3 separate regions of the Mus musculus genome follow, and regions 2 and 3 are each linked to region 1. The links are chromatin contacts, called in public Hi-C and promoter capture Hi-C maps. All regions are on one chromosome and are shown on one strand. Each heading gives the region's core, a stretch centred on a gene start, on an enhancer-like site or on the middle of the called end of the contact. The rest is flanking DNA. Distances are from core to core; before and after follow the strand shown. Region 1 holds the start of Cdh24 (cadherin-like 24). Region 2 holds the start of Ap1g2 (adaptor protein complex AP-1, gamma 2 subunit). Region 3 has its middle 27 kb from the start of Gm30275.

Evidence for each region. Hi-C and Micro-C count contacts between places; a contact is called where the count stands out from the background. Capture Hi-C pulls out chosen DNA fragments and counts their contacts.
Region 2: a promoter capture Hi-C map of adipose tissue shows a contact between it and region 1. The contact joins the promoter of Ap1g2 here to the promoter of Cdh24 in region 1. A contact is called at or near these places in 1 of 39 promoter capture datasets (liver), 2 of 484 Hi-C or Micro-C datasets (both in embryonic stem cells) and 2 of 9 other capture datasets (adipose tissue and liver).
Region 3: a Hi-C map of large pre-B cells shows a contact between it and region 1, with 2.9 times the contacts expected there. The contact joins the enhancer-like site here to the promoter of Cdh24 in region 1. A contact is called at or near these places in 8 of 39 promoter capture datasets (the HPC-7 cell line, HPC-7-derived erythroid cells, cranial neural crest and 5 more), 1 of 484 Hi-C or Micro-C datasets (large pre-B cells), 1 of 115 datasets of contacts at active chromatin or transcription factors (memory CD8 T cells) and 1 of 9 other capture datasets (adipose tissue).

The regions. Positions count from the first base shown.
Region 1 is chr14:54,639,995-54,642,694 of GRCm38.p6, forward strand. Cdh24 (cadherin-like 24) reads right to left here and starts at 1,370. Exons shown (of 12, transcript NM_199470.2): 1 at 1,227-1,370. It overlaps Acin1 (apoptotic chromatin condensation inducer 1), which reads right to left. Exons shown (of 19, transcript NM_023190.3): 19 at 2,167-2,700.
Region 2 is chr14:55,105,339-55,108,038 of GRCm38.p6, forward strand. Ap1g2 (adaptor protein complex AP-1, gamma 2 subunit) reads right to left here and starts at 1,255. Exons shown (of 22, transcript NM_007455.5): 1 at 1,170-1,255; 2 at 587-791; 3 at 1-92. The coding sequence starts at 790. Jph4 (junctophilin 4) reads right to left here. Exons shown (of 6, transcript NM_177049.5): 6 at 1,488-2,700.
Region 3 is chr14:54,151,051-54,153,750 of GRCm38.p6, forward strand. It overlaps Tcra and Tcrd. Among named protein-coding and RNA genes, the nearest start is that of Gm30275, 27 kb to the left of the region's middle. Within about 2 kb of position 1,316, at least 11 of the 459 cell types and tissues checked have an H3K27ac peak or open chromatin away from gene starts, as enhancers often do.

The DNA of each region.
Region 1 (2,700 bases), core at 120-2,619:
TTAAAACTGAGAGGTTGGTATTCATCAACACACAGCCTTCCTTATCCAGAGGGTCAGGCTCAAAGACAAGGAGTGAGTGCAGCTTGAGTCGGGCTGGACTCAGGAAAGCCTCCCCTGCCCCTGAGGAACCCCACGTCTCCAGACTGTCTCCAGCCCATTCTGCCAGTCTCGGTCTTTAAGGGGAATTGGTCTAAGGGAACAGAGTGGGGCTACATCTGGAAGAATTGGGAACAGGGCTGCAGGCAGTGCAGGGGGACCAAGAGAGGTGAAGTGGAGGCTGACCCAGGGGCCAGAGACAGCGTGATTGAAGGCTTGGGGCCAAGAATCTGGGAGGGTCTGGCAGATGGGGAAGACCAGATGAGAAACAGACAGACCACGGAGAGAGAAGGGCAGCAAGAGAGAAAAGCAAAGACATCAGGGAAGCAGCCTGAGTGTCTGAAAGGCAGAGAGGAGTCCTGGGTACCAGGCTTGGGAACTGGTAGGGGCAGGTGAACCTTTCTCTCTCTCTCTCTCTCTCTCTCTCTCTCTCTCTCTCTCTCTCTCTCTCTCTCTCTCTCTCTCTCTCTCTCTCTCTCTCTCTCTCTCTCTGTGTGTGTGTGTATGTGTGTGTGTGTGTGAGATCAGGCCTCGGAACTTCATTCTGGTAGAGTAAGCTACTAGGAGCAGTAGAGGTAGGGAGGGGCTGCGGGAAAGGAGGTGGAGAGAGAGGACCCTTCCCATTTCTCTCCCTCCTCCTGAAGGGGCCCATGGTCAGGTAGCTGTGCCCCTCCTCCTTCCCCAGAGCAGACACACACCTGACAGGCCGTTTGCTCCCCAGAGAAAAGAAGCCAGAGGGCAGCAGGGGACCAGAGAGGTAGGCGGGACGAAGAGGAGAGAAGGAAGGAAACGGAGGAGTGGGGAAACAGGATAGCAGGAGGGAACGAGGAGAGGAGAGGAAAGGAGAGGGAGGTAATGAGAGAGAGGAAAGGAGAGCGGGAAAAGAGGAGAAAGGTAAAGGAAGAAAAAGGCAGAAGAGGTGGGAAGAGACAGGGCAAGAGGGAGAGAGAAGGGGCAGAGAGGCGGAAGGGTGAAGAAAAATCGGGAGGCAAAGGGAGAGAGGTGTGTGAGATGGGAGAGAGCAGAGCGCGGGAGAACCGAGCCGGCACGGCTCTCAGCCAGAGCGCACCGCAAGCTGCGGACCCCCCGCTGCCCCCGCGAGGATTCCCGACCCGGGCAGGCGCCCTTACCTGGCACTACCGAGGGGCCCGGGACCGCGAACAGCGCCCCGCCCGCCTCCGTCGCTGGCTCCCGGGGGCACAGCCCCAAGCCGATCCAAGCCGGCGCCGCGGCTCCGCTGCAGGTCTGAGCGGCCCCGGCGAGAACAAGGGAGCGAGACGGAGGGGGCGGGGGAAGGAGGCTCCGCCTGCCGAGGAGAGGCGGCTCGCGCGGGAGAGGAGAGCCCTGCCTCCGACCCTCCCCAGCCAGTCCCCGCCCCCGCGGCTCCCGGGCTGCTGGGCGCATACAGATGCGGGGCCCCTCCCGGGCCAGCCCGCAGCACGGCAAGGTACAGGGGTAGCACGGCTAGGCTATTATTCCCAGGGCCTGGCGGAGGAGACTCAACACGATCGGCCAGCACAGCACCTGCGGAGGCACACCGTGAGGCGGGGCGCTGGGAGAGCACTGCGGGAGACCCGGCTTCACGTTCTGGATTCGGGTGCGGCTGCGAGGCTACCGACTCAGGACCTTGTGCGGGTCACGACGGCGAGTTCAGTCAGCTAGGGTGAACTTCAGGATGGCAGGGGAAGCAGGAGTCTAGGGAGCTCGCCAGGGACAGGGGAAAGATAACGGTGGGCAGTGAGAACCTTTTTTGGGGAAGCTCTTTGCAAGATCTAAAGAGTGTGTGCACCCCCTGGTGGCAGTTGTGGGAAGCACCTTGAAGGGCGACCAAATGCCTAATTGTGCAGGGGGACCGGGAGGCCGACCCTGCCGGCTGTTGGGGTACTGCAAAAGAAACAGGCCACCCTATTTCCCAGAGTAAAAAGACATACAGCTTTGGACTGATTAGAGACAAAGTGGGGATGAAGGTTCCCGAGGAAGGCCGCTGCCCCAGAAGAACGCAGATGCCCACCGTCACAGCCATTCACCTTCCCCTTTCACCCAAACTCTTCCCAAGGAAAGGCACTCAAATGCTAGTCAAAACTAAGTCAGATTTTTATTTTTCCATAGACCACATCATTTAATAATAAAAAAAATAAAAATAAAAATTGAACAAAAGGAAAAGGTGGCTATAAAGTGGAACCAGCGGGCAAGAGACTGCAGGCCAGAGAACAGGGGACTGCAGGGGCCTGGGACTCAGGAGAGGCTGATTCAGCTCATAGGTGACCCAGTCCTGGCCCCAGCTGTCCCCAAAAGGCTGAGTACCAAGGGAGGCGGAACGCAGGATGGAGGGAAAATGAGCGTGGGACACTGGTTATTCCCACGTACGGCCACATCTTCCCTTCATAGCCTAGCTCTTCCCTCTCAGACTTAACAGGAAGAAAGGAGAGGGCCAAGTTCCAAGAGTTAGGTTGGGGAACAGGGAGATTGCCACTGCTCCATTTGATATGAGGGGACGTGTGGCAGTTATAGTTCAGCACTGAGCAATGGTGTGAGACCCTTGGTTCCAGGGTGGTGGTGACTGTACCTATCCCTCTGTGGCCTTTGACCTCCCAGGACCAAGTG
Region 2 (2,700 bases), core at 5-2,504, 470 kb after region 1:
TCGTGCCTCTCATCCAATAGAAGCATGGCCCCAAGGTAGCCCACCCTCTTGTCTGTGAATCTGGGGGAGGCGATCAGTTTCAGGCACTCCATCTATAGGGAAGGAGGCAGACCAGGAGGGCAGTGTGAAACCACAGGGCACTAACTTCCGGGCTACAATCTCCTTTAGGCCAGATTAACTTGTGAGGGATCATATTTCATCACTCTCTCTGTAACCAGAAGCTTAAGTGTGGATCCAGATGACAGCAGGCAGGTTTCAGGGACCTGTGTAGGAGTGGAGTCTGGAAAGGGGATGGGGAGGTGCTGAACGGGGCTGGCAAGAAATCACTAGTAGGGTGATAAAAGGTTCAGAAACTAAAGGATTTAGCTGGGTAGGGCGGGGCATGCCTGAAAGTCCCTACACTGAAACGGAGGCAGGGTTTTCTCGAGTTCCCAGTCCGGGCTATAGAGAACCTGTTTCGAAACAAAAAAACTGGAGGAAAAAAACAAAAACAAAAACAAAAAAACAAAAACCACAGCCTGGGTACAAACACAAAGGGGCGCACTGGCCATCTTCCTCAAAATTTGTAGCCATCCCAGGCCAGTACCTGTCCAAAGTGGGCGGGGTAGCCCAACATGTGGACGTAGAGCAGTTTGGCCAGCTGGCGATGCCTCTGCAGGGGATCCCCATCGCGGAAGGAGGCCCGAATTTGGGCGCACTCCTTCTGGATCACCTCCCGTTCCTGGGCCTGCGTCTTGGCCCCGCGAATCTCTTCGATTAGGTCCTGAAGTCTCAACGAATGCACCACCATCCTGGGGACAGAGCCCGGGAGTTGAAAAGACTTTATTTCAACACGTTCTAGCCGGTTGGATAGAATTGCCTTGTGCCAAGATCTCGAAGGGATTGCGTCCCACCGCCGCCCTAAAACTGTGCCCACTTTTACCTCCCACATGTACCCGGGGGCCACCCTCCCGCCTCGCAAGGACATCCCCACTACGCATGCGTCCTTGCTCCACCCTGTGGCTGTTTCTACTGAGCCTGCGCTACAGACCAGTCTATTTCTCGCTCTTCTTCCCGGACCAGTTTCTCCTCTCTAGTTTTCCTTCTGGTTCTCTGTACTATTCCCTTCGCGAGATTTCTTGCCCCCATTCCCACTTCAGAAGGCACTAGTTTCCCAGTCCCAAGCTCACCTGGCTTCGGTGTCAACTTTGCTCCTCTACCCCCCACCCAGCACTTCCTGGTATGGGACAGAGCTGGGGTTGGTGCTCGGTTCGGGGCCCTTCCCTCTTCCCCGCCTCTATCACGGGACCCCGCCCCTCTAGGGCCTCCCTGCTGAGTCGTCTTGACATTTCTGACCTCTGGCCTGTCTCTGGCACTTTGGTAAAGGAGCCTAGAATTGTTCCATGATTGTGGCTCCCCCAGGGGCCTCACTTTTCATCCACCCCACCAGGTGGCACTCAGAGAGCTTGAGTCAGAAGCCATCGCACCCCAAAGGAGATGACAGTCCCCCCCTTTTTGGAACTTTTTTATTAATATACTTTTTTTTGTTAAATTTCTTTGTTATTTTTTTTTTCCTGCAAGACTTGATGTTGGCGGCACTGTTGTATAACTTCAATCCCAAATTCCATGAAATAGAAATCAGAAGTAAAGATTGAGAAGGAAGGAAGGAAGGGAGGCAGGAGGAAGGCAGGCCAGGGAGTAAACAGAGGTTGACTAGAAAAATAAGAAGAGTGTGTGTGTGGTGGGCATTCCTGGGCAAGGCCATTCCTTGAGGAAGGGATTGATTGGCAGGCAGCTTGCCTCTGCCTCATGCAGGGTAGGAAAGTCCCCCGGGGTTCCACAGTCCCCTCTTGTACAGCTTTCTGTCCCCAGAGGGAAAGTTAGTCCCAGGGATCAGCCATAATCTCAAACAGGCTCTCCCCCCAACTCTCGTCCGGGGTTGACACCCACCTCTGCCCTGCCCTGTGTGGGGCAGCGGCTTCCTCTGATTCCCCGTTAGCTCCCATCTCGCAGGAGTCTACGCGAGGGGTTAGAAACTAGACTTGTGACAGCATCTGCTGCCCTTCAGCCCTCAACGTGTTCGCCCCACAACTGTCAGAGCTGAGGACTGGGGTCCTCGCTTGCTGCAGCGCCTCTAACCCTCTGCAGAAATGTCTTCTTCAGTCCCCTTAGGAATTTAATCAAAGGCCACAAGTGAGTCCAGACCAACCAAATAAATTTTCAGGGGGGCAGAGAAGGGTAGAGAGGTGAGTGGCAGAATCTGAAGAGGGGCGGGCTTGGTTGCACCAGATGGTTTTTCGTTGCTTTTCTCAATACTCTTGGCTTGGCGTGCCATCCTTGGTGGTTGGGAGAGGGACTGGTTGAGGAGGGCAGGAGAGGGAGCACGGGGAGTTTCCTGTTGTTCGCTCCCCTTTTCTCCCTCAGGGAAGATCAAAGTAGGCAAGAACTTAGGTAGGTTCTGGGAGGTAAGAGTGGAGGGTACTTTTCCTGCAGCTTTCCCTTGGGGCCAGTGAGCCCCAAGTGGCTCAGGCAGTGCCTTGTCTGGCCACCCAATCACTTCTTATGCATTTCCTTTCTCCCCTCCACTCAGATTCCAGGAGATTCCTCAGGACACCAAACCCCCACCCTTGGTGAAGTTTTGATTCAAAGAAAAGGTTGGGGAGGACATGGGGGGGGGCAATGGTCTGACTTAGATTTGTGTATCTCAGAGGAGAGAGCAAC
Region 3 (2,700 bases), core at 66-2,565, 490 kb before region 1:
CAGCCAATGGTTACCTCAAATGTCTGGAACATGCTATATTTGGAACATCACTGTACATTTTTTTAAAAAGAAGTATTCATTGTTTATCTGGAACTCAACTTTCACTTGACTTCCTGAATTGTATCTCCATGCAACCACGGGCATGCAGAGTTCTCAAGAAAAATATCACCTGGACCAGCAACCCATTGTGAGCATCCATAAGGATGATGCCCTGGATGTTGGAGAGGAAGATTCAGAGGAAAAAGGATGCTCACCTTCTCAGGGGCTACCACTTGGAAGAATCCTTGCACACACCCAGCCCCTGCTGACAGAAGTCATTTTCAGAGCATCCAGGTCCCCAGCCCAGCCCTAGACTAAACCATCTTCTTGATGAATAGCTGACTACTCCTCCTATTGCCCAACTTCAGGGACATCTGACCACACCCAAGAACACAGACATGGGCTCCACAGGCCCTCACACAAGACACGTACAGTCAGGTGCTGGACACTGTGCCGGTGGTGTAAGTGACATCTCTCAGCTCCAATGTCCTTCTAACTTTTCTTGAAAGGCATTCTTCAGAAAGGGCACTTCTGAGAAGGTCACACAGTAAGTCAGCGAGGCTTCTGAAGACACCCTGCCAGGACTATACCACCTCCAGCGCCTACTTATCAAACACAGATTAATATAGCCCTAAGGGCATTGTTCTCAAAACTATTCAGAGAGAATGCTAGTTAAATAGGAAAAAATGGCTGCTAAATTTAGCTAAAGACTTGTTCTATCAATCAATGGTTTAAAAAAAATCTAAAGACAATATCTTTTCACATTTTCAAATGCGTGTGAGTATGTGTTTGTGTGTATGTGAGTATGTGTGTGTGTTTGAACATACTAGCATGTGTTGTCCACAAACCACAACATACATGTGAGGTCAGAAGACAACTTGAAGGATTCTATTGTCTCCTTCTACCTTGTGGATCTGGGGATAAAACTCTGGCCATCAGGCTGAGTAGCAGGGGCCTTTAGATGCCGAGTTATCTCACTAGCCCAAAACATCTTCTCTTTATGCTGTCAGTGCTGCAAACACATTGTCATAGAGCACTGCGCTCCCCAGAGATTTGAGCCAGCTATCTTCTCCCCAAAAACCCAAATAGCCTGAGGAACATGCAAAACTGGTCTTTATGCCCACTGTTCTTAGGCCTCCCAAAGGTTGTAACTTTTATTTGACTGAGTGAGCCCAAAGTTCTGTCCAGATTTTGTAGCCCACTGTTGACTTAATGCTCTCAAGAGCTCTAACCATCTCCCTAGGGCATTGCTGTGTGCAGCAAGCAGCTCTCAGGTCACTGGAAGTTTTCAGGCATCATCAGCAACCTAAAAACCAGGCCTGACTTTCCTTAGCTTTAAACCACCAATCAAGAGGGGTAAACAAACCTCCTTTATCCTTCTGTCTGAGTCTTGATAACCGCTGTTACTAAAATAGTTAGGAAGGATGCAAGAACCATAAGACAGAGAGAAGGGCTGCAAAATACTATTGTCTGATTGTGACCCAGCCATTGTAATCAGGAAGTCAGCAGCTGCAGTTGCCTGCACTGAGCCTGCCAATCATGGATAAGGACAGATCTCCTGGGGCCCTACCTCTGCTGAACTATTGGATAATGGTGGATTTGGGGTACGGTTATCTTCATATGTGTACCCAGCACTCATCATAACCAGACTTCATTGGATAGCTCCATACCCATAGTCACACAGATGGCCCTGCCCTGGCTTTACTCAGTGGAACACAAAACTAAACACAAAGTCATAACCATGGGAAAGGGACCGATAAGGCAGAAGGGGGATGGCTGGAGGAAGGGAAAGATAGAGAAGGCAAAGTGAAGGAAATCAGAACGCATTGTAGATATGTATGAAATGGCCAAAGAACAAATGTGGTTAATAAAACAGGGGAGAGATGTTTGTTCTTCCTTCCAGTGTCCTTTGAGCTGGGTGGCTTTGTTTTTTGACCTCACAGCGCCCCCTGCTGCTCTAACTAGCCCATCTCCATAAACAGGTCATACTGGAGTTCAAAAAAAAAAATAGGTCAAAGAAGGAAAACACTCTCTTTTCACAGCTGATCTCAAAGCTGTTCTCTGTCTCCATTCCCCATCATCCCCGAGACTGATACCTGCTTCTGTATTGGTCCTATGAGCTCACTATTCACCAGTCAGTAAAAGAGGACGGGCTTCAAGGATAAGAGATAGTACTCTAAGAGACCCAGAGAAGTGGATATTTTCCCTACAAAATGATGAATACAGGACACTAGCTATCTTGTGGAATACTCAGATATGTGTCTAAGATGGAAATCTCAGAAGCATTTGGAATGTGTGTGTGTGGGCCAAGTGTCCAGAAAAGAGCTTTGACATCCCTGTCTTCCTGTGGCACCTTCCATTCCAAGATTCCTGGGGACAACCTGGCTTAATGGATACGAAGAAGTACACCAACGAAAGACAAGGACCAGCACATCTGCAGGCAGAGATAATGCAAAGGCTCCTGCTTTGAAGAAAGACCTTGCGGATTTGGGCAAGAATAAGGATGAAGAACTCTACCATGATGTTTCCCTAGTGCTACTCTCTATAAAGCTTTTAAAAAACATTCTGAGGGCTATGGGACATTCTACTATGTCACGGATGCCATCTCTGGAGCAGCCTGTGGGAAGAACAGCCCTGGCTCAACCAAGTCGGTGATACCTT